Linked DNA regions of Mus musculus: region 1 is linked to region 2. The links are chromatin contacts, called in public HiChIP or PLAC-seq maps. All regions are on one chromosome and are shown on one strand. Each heading gives the region's core, a stretch centred on a gene start, on an enhancer-like site or on the middle of the called end of the contact. The rest is flanking DNA. Distances are from core to core; before and after follow the strand shown. Region 1 holds the start of Dclk1 (doublecortin-like kinase 1). Region 2 holds the start of Rfxap (regulatory factor X-associated protein).

What was found. HiChIP or PLAC-seq counts read pairs in DNA pulled down with a chosen protein or histone mark.
Region 1: a contact with region 2 is called in an HNF4G HiChIP or PLAC-seq map of pancreatic cancer cells. The contact joins the promoter of Dclk1 here to the promoter of Rfxap in region 2. A contact is called at or near these places in 5 of 39 promoter capture datasets (the 3T3-L1 cell line, cranial neural crest, hippocampal neurons and 2 more), 1 of 484 Hi-C or Micro-C datasets (cerebellar granule neurons) and 1 of 115 datasets of contacts at active chromatin or transcription factors (pancreatic cancer cells).

Annotation. Positions count from the first base shown.
Region 1 is chr3:55,240,894-55,246,554 of GRCm38.p6, reverse strand. It overlaps Dclk1 (doublecortin-like kinase 1), which reads right to left and starts at 4,191. Exons shown (of 17, transcript NM_001195538.2): 1 at 3,804-4,191.
Region 2 is chr3:54,805,102-54,810,251 of GRCm38.p6, reverse strand. It overlaps Rfxap (regulatory factor X-associated protein), which reads left to right and starts at 2,461. Exons shown (of 3, transcript NM_133231.2): 1 at 2,461-3,053; 2 at 4,785-4,892. The coding sequence starts at 2,577. It also overlaps the pseudogene Gm10254.

The DNA.
Region 1 (5,661 bases), core at 2,942-5,441, 430 kb before region 2:
GAGGTTCTATGCACTTAAACATGTATCCCATATGCTAAAATGTGATTTCATCTCAACCCTTTGCTTGTGCTTAGTAATAAAATGGGATAAAAAGAGAAGATGACAAAAAGATGGTCAGAAGAGAGAGAGAGAAGGTAAGATGTAAAAAGAAAGGGAAAGGAGATAGAAGAGGGGGGAAATGTGGTTAAGGGCAGGAAGACACCATTCAGGCTGATGAACACACTTGGCCTCATACCAATTGTATAACCTGAGAAATCTACCTGGTTGGCACCTGTAAGACTCAGTTGCAAACAGGAGTAGGAATAGTATCTACTTCATTATTCATATTCACTGTTAACACCTATAAATCTTGCATATGATGAGTAGTGATTTATTGATGGAAAACACGCCTTCTATTCCTGACCTTGGTACAGAGATTACCAGGGGAAACAAAACCATCTACTACCTGTTTGAAAGGCAGGCATCTGCTTATTGGATAAATCCACTCTTGCTAGAAGCGAAGTGATAAAGAATTGTCATCCTTGAAGGAATATCTGTGTTTCAACACAACAATCTAGAAAGTCGGAAAGCCTACATCATAAGAATACGTCTTACATGACAAGATTTCAGGCACACTGAAATAGGCTATACGTGAGGTAGAACTCCGAAGGAAGAACAAAAGCTCCTGCTACTTCCCAAGTCACTGATGTGAAGTTCAACCCAAACTCAACAAAACTTCTGCTTCTTCTTGTGACTTTTCCTTCACCTTCAGCAAACTGGCCCCTGAGCCGCTCAGAGAGAGTAAAGTTTACTTCTCAGTTGAAACGTCCATTTAATTTAAAATGTGTATAAACAGAGCATTATGGGCCATCCTCGGCCACAAATACTAAGTTCAAGGCTAACCTGGGCTACATGAGACCCTGTCTCAAAAAGCTCTAATTTAATACTTAATCGTTAATTATCTAAAACTTGTAATAAGAAAATTCACAGTGAAATCATAGTGAGAGAATTTGTAGAAATCATTCCAAAAAATGAATCAAGTAAAAGAAAGCAATATTGATGACTTGACGATTCAATGACCAGTTAGTTCTCTGAGAGAAGAGACATAAACAGAACCCTCTTCTAAAACTCACACAGCTCCAACAAGGCGTGTAGTCTCATCAAAGCTAGGTCTGGGAAACAGGGTTGACCCAGAGTGTCCCAGTTACAAATGAGGAGTTGGATTTTCAAGTTCTTTTAATCGGGATTCCAAAGTCGGTGCTCTTGGTCTCCAGCCCCATGACACTAGGTTCTGTTCCCATGGGAAGCATGGACTTTGAAGCCACCACACCTGCCTAGGCTTTCTCCTGGACATCTCTCTTCTGTTGTTAACTCCACTGAGAGGAATTAAAACCCTTAGTGTGAGTTAGGAGTATCTTCACTTCAAGCAGAAAAGCCATCTCTCGTGCCTCATAAACAAGCCATTGTCACCTAATTCTGCATCTTTATAAAAGCTATACCAGCCATGGAGTGGTTTTGTTGGGTTTGTAAGTAAATAACTTCAAAATAGTCACCACTGGGACCAGTCCCATTGGTATTAGCTGCATAACAGAACCCAAATTCTGCTTTGATATTGGTATCTGCTCCTACTTTGTTCATATATTTGTTAAGCAGTCAGTCTTCAAAAAGGCATGTGGGTTGATCGAGGAAGGGGATGGAGGAGATTGCAAAGCTATGCCCACACACTAAGCTCACCAGAACTTTAATGGTAAATGCCAAGGTGACTTTTGGTTGCATTTGTTTTCTTTTTAAAGGCACTGGCCATCCTTCCATTCCTAGGGGCTTCCTCCAAAGTTGACTTATGCAAAAAGGAAATAAGGAGGAACCTAGCAAAAGAGTGACACTGTTATGTGACCAGAAATGGCAGACATCAACTTCCAAGGGTCTTCAGTGGTTCACAATTGGCAAAATCCAAAAAAAAAAAAAAAAAAAGTTTTGGCAGCAATTCAAACTGGGAATGCTTTTAGGATCAAGATTCCACACTAAATGATAGAAAATCTATTTAAAACAGAAGGTTTTGCTCATTTTAGTAACAGGTTCACCCAGGGCAGGCATTACATTCCCTGCTCCCCACCCATGAGCAGGCAGTGATGGGACCAGCATGGCAGAGCTATGCTCGAAGTGAAATAACTGCCAACCCCACAGCTTCCACTAACTGAAAGCCAAGGCCCGCTGCGCACACTTCAGTCTTCTGGGAATCATGTGTGGAATGAAAACAGGTGCCCTCCCCTCGCCTCTGCTGGCTCGGCTTTCAGAGTCTTAGTCACACATGTGAACTAAGAACTCTAGAAGAAAATTCTCCGGGCTCCCACAGGTTCACACTTCCTATACAGGAAGCTAGCTAGAACACACTTGGCCAGCATTTGCAGAGCATGGGAGGATAGAAGTCTCTGGATACAAATGTGGGCACCAAGAAGGTGCTCAGAGCCCTCAGCCACAGAGACTACAAACTGTGGGTGGGGAAGAGCATGGACTTTTATCATACTCTACAAATATTACAAAGCCAGAGAAGCAGTGTTGCTCGTTGTGGGGTTTCTCACCATTCTAAGGAATATTATATTCACCTTTCTGTGAATGAGCTCCCATTTCATCAATTTTAGAAACACACACACACACACACACACACACACACACACACACACACACACACACGTCTAGCATAAATCCACGCCATCACACATGGAAATCCCAAAGCATATTTTAGCAGTTGGATTAGGATTCAGGTGGATAGAGAGGTATGGAATAAAAGACATGCATGTGTTTCTCCGGAGTGCACGCACCACCCAAGCCAGCACATCACAGGATGTGGGAACATCTTTTAAATGTTCTTACATATAACCTCTCTTGAAATCCCTCCTAACCTGCATTCATGAAACATTCCATACCTAAAACGCTGCCCTACTTTCCTTTCCCATTGAAAGGCGATATATTTAGGAACAGTCATGACACGGTCGTTCCCCACCCCCCCCCCGCCCCCTTCGGAACACCCTGCAGTGTGGCAGCTGAGCGCGCGTGCACAGTAACCTGGGCACACATTCACAGGTGCAGTCAGAGAGGGAGCCCTGTTTGAATGAAATCTTCTTGTTACTTCTCTCACCCACAAGGATTTCCTTGCCAAATCCAGTGGCGATGCCTCAGAAACCTGATTTTCAAAAGCAGCCTCTTTTGTGGGGCAATGCGGCGCTGTGTGTGCGCTCCCCCTAGGAGGAAAATGTCTTTTCCTCTCTGCATGCTTTTAGCACTGCAGGTACTAATTCGTACACAAGGCTTCCTGGCTGTCCCCAGAGGAACTTGAGACCATGCAAAAAGGTACTTGCAACGCCTACACTGCAGCCCCCATCACCAGGCACATGCCACCCTCCTGGGCACTCGGGAAAGCATGCACACAATAAGAGGCCAGGCCCAGCCACTCCTTCCTTGCCCACTTGGTCCTAGCTCCACAGTCAATCCTGACAATGACAAGCGCCTCTCCCAGCTCCTCCGCGGCTCTCTATCTCCAACAACAAGGGGATGGAAAGCCTTGGAGGGCCCAACCCGCCAGACTCCCTATTTAAAGCCGGTGGCACCAGACAAAAGAGGCAGGAGCCAGCAACCCTGGGGCCGCGGGCACACAACGCTTCCTGGCCGGACCAAACTAGCCAGCCCAGAGCAGCCGTCTTTCGAGGAACGGCGGGCGGGGCGGCTGCTGCCCAGTGGGGTCCATCCTGGCCAGGGCTTCCAGGGCTGCGGTCAGACGGCACCACGGGGCCTGCCCGCACCTTCCCCAGCCCAGGCAAAGCACGCACCGGTCGCGGGTGGAGGCTGGGTTGTCTGTGGCCGGCTGCTGGAGCTGTCCTCGCCGGGCTGGGCGCGGCTGGGGCTGCGGAGCACGAGCGTCTGGAAGCTGCGACCGCTAGTGCACTGATGCGCTGGAGCTGGTCCTCATTGAAATGCGGTTCTCCGCTCAGCCTCACTCCAGCCTCTCTCCCGAGGAGGGCGGTGGCGCGCAAGCTTTTCTTGTGTCTCACTCGCTCACATGCCCTCCCTTCTCCCTCCTTCTCCTGCTCCGCCCTCCGCCCTCCTTGGCAGGGCGCGCCCACCGTGGCTGAGTCCAGGGTCCTCCCTCCTCTAGCCAGGCTTCTGGTTGCAATGGTCTTGGTAATCTGGATTGCCTGGACACCCCTCCGCTCCCAAGCCTCCCCAGTCGCTAGAAGGACTTGCCAGAGGATGGGGGCAGATTGGTTGGTGGCTCAGGGAACTGAGAAAGAATATCGATAGAGATGAATCTGAAGCAGGTCATGTGCTGGGCAGAGAAGTGGTCCAGTATTGAGGTCGCCTTCATCAAAGGAGACCAGAGGAACTCACCCACCTACCCACACACCCCTACATCTTTTCATTTGGCATTGTGGTTTGACACGCCCTTCCCAGGAATAGGGAAGCCAGTAGGATTGCCCCTCAAAACTGCTTTTTCTGAACTGTCCTGGGAGACCAGATCTGGACCCTTCAAACTAAGCAATGTAAAGTAATCCTCAGTCTCCCTACTTGGGGAGGGCCACGTTCCACTCGTCATTCGCGATTGACCCCAAGACATGAGTCACTGTTGAGATGGTGGCCTCCTGCTTAGGGCTTTATTTCACAATAAGCTTTTGATAACTTAAGGCCACACTTAGACTGCTCTTGGAGGCCTCTTGGCTGCAAGACTGGCAGTCTGTCAGGGTGGAAAGTCCCATAAGCTTACACAAGCCTTCCCTCCCCGAACAAGAATGTTCTCAGAACCCAGATGTTCACAGCTTCCACTGGATACAATTCTGGGGACTGGGACCCCATCCCAGGTATCTCTGAAACATTTGCATGGCTCAGTATGCAGCCTAAATATATATATTTAAAAGTCATTAGACAATACATAGACACATGCCAATATATGTATTTGTTTGTCTTACTGACTCTGGGCTGCTCAATAAAAAACACAAAATTAATTTTTTCTGCCCACTGGGTCCAGTTATGTATTTTACTATTTATTGTTACTAAAAGTTATTCTGAAATTCTCCTGAAGTATTCTGTTCATGCTGATTACCCTTTGTTAGAAAATGCAGCCAACTGGGATATGTATTACATATTCAATAAATGATGAGATATCTACTTCTGAGCTACTCAAGAGGCCAGAGATGAGTGTAGAATGCACTCACCAAATTAACTAGATGCAAAGTCCCACGCTCTGCTTCTTCAAATTCTAGTGCAAAAGTAAGGCTCAGAGCTAAGCCAAGAGATGGACACCAAACAAGTCTGTTTCATTGAGACCAGAAATCAAGACCTCCACTTATCTTGCCAGTGAGAAGTCCCCAGTGATTTCTTCCAAGTGTGTGACTAATAGAGATCCTACCTCGAACCTCCCCCCAGTGGACATGCTGTCAAGGTCATTTCATTTTATAAATGACTTATTTATCTCAATTTTATGTGTATGAATGTTTGCCTACATGTATGTATGCATAGCACATGTGTGCAGTGCTCCTGGAGACCAGGAGAGGATGTGGTATCCCCTAGAGCTGGAGTTGCAGGTGTTTGTAAGCCACTGTGTGGGTGCTGGGAACTGAACCCAGGTCCTCTGCAAATGTAACAAGAGCTCCTACCCACTGAGCCATCTCTCCAGCCTCCTCGAGGTAATTT
Region 2 (5,150 bases), core at 1,212-3,711:
ATGACTACTTTTGGTGGAGTTGAAATGCTGTTTTCATTCTGCATTTGTGTAGTTCGGTGCTTTGTTCAAAGTTAAGTGTTTTCAGAAAAGTATGTTTTGCATGTATTTTTTTACAGTCCAAATTTTGACTGCTGAGAAGTTTCTATTGTAAAAAACTTCATTTAAAAGGTTTTTCTACTGAATCCAGGGTATTCTGAAGATCGAAGCCTGTGTGTAAAATGCTACCAGATGGCAAAAAGCAACAATAAACAAGTTTGATTTAAAAAAAAAAAGTTAAATGGCATAAATCCAGAATTACCCTGCAATCAAAGATAAATGTAAGTGGTACAAAAAATGAAGCCTTTTTGTAACAATACTAGGATAAAGGTAATCTTATAAACTAGGTGCGTGATAGATAAAACAGAGTTGTGTAAAAATCTGTGACAGTAAGATGGAGAGGTGGCTTCCTTGCTCAAGAGTTTACCTTGCAAGCATTATAACATACATTTTATTCCCAAGACCTCACTAAGAAAGAGACAGAGAGAAACATGGAGGGAGGGAGAGAGGGAGGGAGGGAGGGAGGGAGGGAGGGAGGGAGGGAGGGAGAGAGAGAGAGAGAGAGAGAGAGAGAGAGAGAGAGAGAGAGAGAGAACTGGAGAGAAAGCTTAATGGGTAACATGCTGCCTTCCAAGAATGAGGACCACAATTTCATCCCAGCACCCATTCGGAAGCCCACCATGGTCATACATGTCTGCAACCCTAGGAATGGGGCAGGTTCTACTGCTGGATTTACAGAGTTTGTCAAACTAACCAATCAGTGAGCTCTAAGATTAGTGCATGTGGTTGTTTCACTGTGCTTGGCCCAGGGAATGGCACTACTGGGAGGTGTGGCTATGTGGGAGAAGGTGTGGCCTTGTTGGAGGAAGTGCATCACTTTGGGGTTGGGTTTTGAGACTCTTCTAGCTGCCTGGGAGTCTTCTGTGTGCCCTAGAACAAGATGTAGAACTCTCCGCTTCTCCAGCACCATGGACACTGCCATGCTTCCCACCGTGTCGAAGATGGGAGAGAATGTTTGCAAGCTACATTTGATGAGTAGTTAACATCAGAATGTCTGCTGGTGAGATGGCTCAGTGGGTAAGAGCACCCGACGGCTCTTCCAAAGGTACCACATAGTGGCTCACAACCATCCGTAAGGAGATCTGACTCCCTCTTCTGGAGTGTCTGAGGACAGCTACAGTGTACTTGCATATAATAAATAAATAAACAAACAAATAAAGAATTCAAACAAAGGCTGGGCGTGGTGGCGCACGCCTTTAATCCCAGCACTGGGAAGGCAGAGGCAGGTGGATTTCTGAGTGGATTTCTGAGTTCGAGGCCAGCCTGGTCTACAGAGTGAGTTCCAGCACAGCCAGGGCTATACAGAGAAACCCTGTCTGTCTCAAAAAAACAAAAACAAACAAAAAAGAAAGAAAAGAATTCAAACAAACGTAATAAAAATAAGTAATAACAATAATAATAACCTAATAATCCTATTGAAATGGGCGATGTAGTTGGTTCACAAAGGAAAGCATGCAAAGACCAACAGGTGTATGTAATATACATCCCTAATCCTGAAGAACAGTGTTATCTATCTCATCCCAGATGAAACGGTTATTATCAGAGATAAGATATCTATCGAGCACTGGCGGGGGTTGGGGGAATACGGGAAAAGGGACCTCTCCTACACTGCTAGTGTGAACGCCAACCCGAGCACCCACTATGGAAGACAGAGAGCAGCTTGTGGGGAAAATAAAAACAGAACTGTCACATGAGTCAACAATCTCATTACTGGGAATGTCAGAAAAGGCAGGAGCGTCCGCACTGGGTAGAAACCCTAAGGCGAACCAGAGCTTGTGAGCAAGCTTTCCTCCATGTCCCCATGGGACTTGACTGGGATGCATTAGCCAAATAAACCGTTTCCTCCTCGAGTTGTTTCAAACTCCTCTTCAGGCCTCTCGGGAACCTAATCTATCCAGAGACGTTCCAGGAGAGACGCGTTTTGAACCCGTCAGGGAGGATGGGTCCAGGCAGAAAGTGTCTCCTGGCCGTCCTCCAGTCTCCATTCTCCAGTCTTTCCAACTGGTGAGCGCCAGGCGAGCGGAGGACAGCTGCGCATGCGCAATCGGGACTTCTGTCAGCCGCTCCGCCCCGCCTGGAAGGAGACAGGGTTTCTCTGTGTAGCCCTGGCTGTCCTGGAACTCACTTTGTAGACCAGGCTGGCCTCGAACTCAGAAATTTGCCTGCCTCTGCCTCCCGAGTGCTGGGATTAAAGGCATGCGCCACCACGACCGGCTGTCAGCCGGGTTCTTGGTCAGCCTGCACCTAGGAATCGCTTGCGGATGGCCGCCGCGCAGGCGCAGTCGGTTCTGTCTCGCACCTGCTCAACCCCGCCCCTCTCGCCGTTCCCAAGCAGAGGCTCGCGGACCGCTACGGCGCACGCGCAGTGCAGTGCTGGCGGTTCGGCTCCGGGACGTGCGGCGGGCTGCCGCTTGTCGAGTACGGTTGTGTTTCTCAAGAGCTGACGGGCCGCGGTGGCGGACCCGGGCTCGGGCGGCAGCACGGAGGCGCAGGCTGTGCCCGAGGGCTCGGGGCCGAGCACCGCCAGTCCCCGGACGGCCCCTCCGGTGACGGTGCTGGTGATGCGGCAGGACGAGGCCGAGGCGGACGGCGCTCTGAGGCCGGGCCTGGCGGGGAGTGAGGCGGCGGCAGACGCCGAGGACGAGGCGGGGGACGACGACGCCGACCTGCTGGACACATCGGACCCGGCGGGCGGCGGCGAGAGTGCGGCCAGCCCGGAGGAGCTGGAGGACGAGGACGCGGAGGGTGGCGGCGCAGCGCGCAGGCGAGGCTCCAAGACCTGCACGTACGAGGGCTGCCGCGAGACCACCAGCCAGGTGGCCAAGCAGCGCAAGCCCTGGATGTGCAAGAAGCACCGCAACAAGATGTACAAGGACAAGTACAAGAAGAAGAAGAGCGACCAGGCACTGGGCTCTGGCGGCCCGTCCGCGGCCAGCACAGGCAACGTCAAACTGGAGGTATGCTTGCTCCTCGGGGCCCCGGGGCCAGGGCAGATGGGTGCCAACCTACTTGGTACACACTCAGGGTCTCCCCAAGGGCTCATCCTCTGCTCCAGCTGACATGGGCACTTTGGAGGTGATCTACACCTCTCCTTAGTAAACCCTTCCCAGTGTCTACCCCGAGGCATCCGGCACATTGACACACCCTGTTGGTTTTCTGTAACTTTGGTGACTTTGTTTTTTTTTCTTAGACTCCCTGGCCCCTGAGAAAAGTTGGATTGACAGTGGGGTAGTAACTTACAGCACACATGGGCGTTGCTCGGTTGCTTGATTCAAGTCAAGCTTGGAAGAGAGACGCCAGTGCCCTGCAATTGGGCTTCTGCTGCTAGCTGTCTGTATTTAGGTCCATTATTCATCTCCCTTAAGTCTCGGCTCCCTCGTCTTTTGCCCTTAAGATAATGCCCAATTAGTGTTTCTTCGGATTTATTTTGGTTAGGTGAAAATTATAAGTGGTGTGCATTTCAGCTCAGACCCAGCAAAGTCCACCTAAGTATTAGAGCTGTTTAAAAAACAAAACAAAACCCGTAAAAAGTAGAAAGACTCCTTACCACAGAAGTTCCTTTTGAAGGGGAACTTCTAACATTTGTGGAAGTTTGGCCTAGATGACTCAAAATTATTGCTACTATAAACGTCTGATTTTTGTGGTATTAGCATTATCCTACCTACACAGTGCAAGGCCTGGAGTTGTGAAGACATAAGGTTCTCTACAGTCAAGTCAGCTATAGCATTCCATGTACTGTGTATGTAAAGGAAGCGGTCCTATAAATAGGGTAACTGGGGAGAGTTAGAAGAAGAAAAAAATCTTCGCTTTTGTGATACTAGAATCCTCTTTTAGAGTTTTTAATATTTTGAGACCTAAAACATGTATGTATGGAAACCTTCTTATAACAAAAGTTTGCTAAGCATCTCACGATAAAGGTGCGACGCGGATGTTTTAATAGACAACTCGGAAGCCAGTAGATAAAAGGCCAAAGCTTTCCCAGAGGCAGAGTGTTTCACTTAACTTCAGCAGCATTCTTTTATGTGAGGAGAAGTTCAGTGTTTAGATTCATTCATATATGGGATTAAGCATTACTAATTTGAAATGGGATTCAGTGTCTCGGGGACAGGTTGCTGTTGCAGAATTTGCCTGTTGGCTCTGTAGTGGTGGCCTCTTAGCTGTGATTTCTAGCCCCTTCCACCCAGTTTACTCTGAAAGCTGTTTGCTTCTGTAACCAGTATTTTACTGCCTCTCTCTTCTTGTGGGTGTGAATCAGGTATGAATCCAGTATCTCATTAGCAGTAGATTGCCTCTGAGTTAATTTATTTTGTCCAAAAGCAGGCAGACTGTTTGGACTAAAGATTGCTCCGTGTGAGATTTCGGTGTCACTTGTCATTCTCTTGCAACAGTGAAAACAGGCCACAGGTATTTAAACTTCCCCTCTGCCCAAATAGCTTCAGTTTGAGACCTTGCAAGAGACTGCAGATCCTAGATTGGGAAGCCTGCAGGGAGGAGGGTGCCTGCAGGGAGGAGGGCATTTACTTAGAAATGACTGCCAGTACCTGTGACTTATCTACAGGCCTTCCTAAAGTTCCACAGAACCTGAACCTAAAAAAGGAGAAAGATCAAAGAGAGAGATGTTCATTATCACTGAAATACCTGCTGTTGTGGATTACAACACCGTATTAAATGTTTATCTTTGATCCCAGGAAAGCACAGACAACATACTCTCCATTGTCAAACAGAGAACAGGATCCTTTGGTGATCGCCCTGCAAGACCTACTCTTCTAGAGCAAGTGTTAAATCAGAAAAGACTGGTAAGTGCTTGTTGAGTGGTTGTAGATCTGTTAGTGAAAACCGCTTGTTTTCAGTGGAACTGTTTTTCCAGAACTGCATTGTGTCACTGGACACAATGAACCTCACACCCTACCCCTCCTACCCCTTCCTGGACTGCAGTGGAAGGAACACCTTTAGCCCTGTTTTCTTCACTGACTGACCTTTGACTGAGCAAGATGAGATTTTTAAAACAGACTCTAAGTACACGGAATAGTACTGTAAAGGCACTGAGATACAAC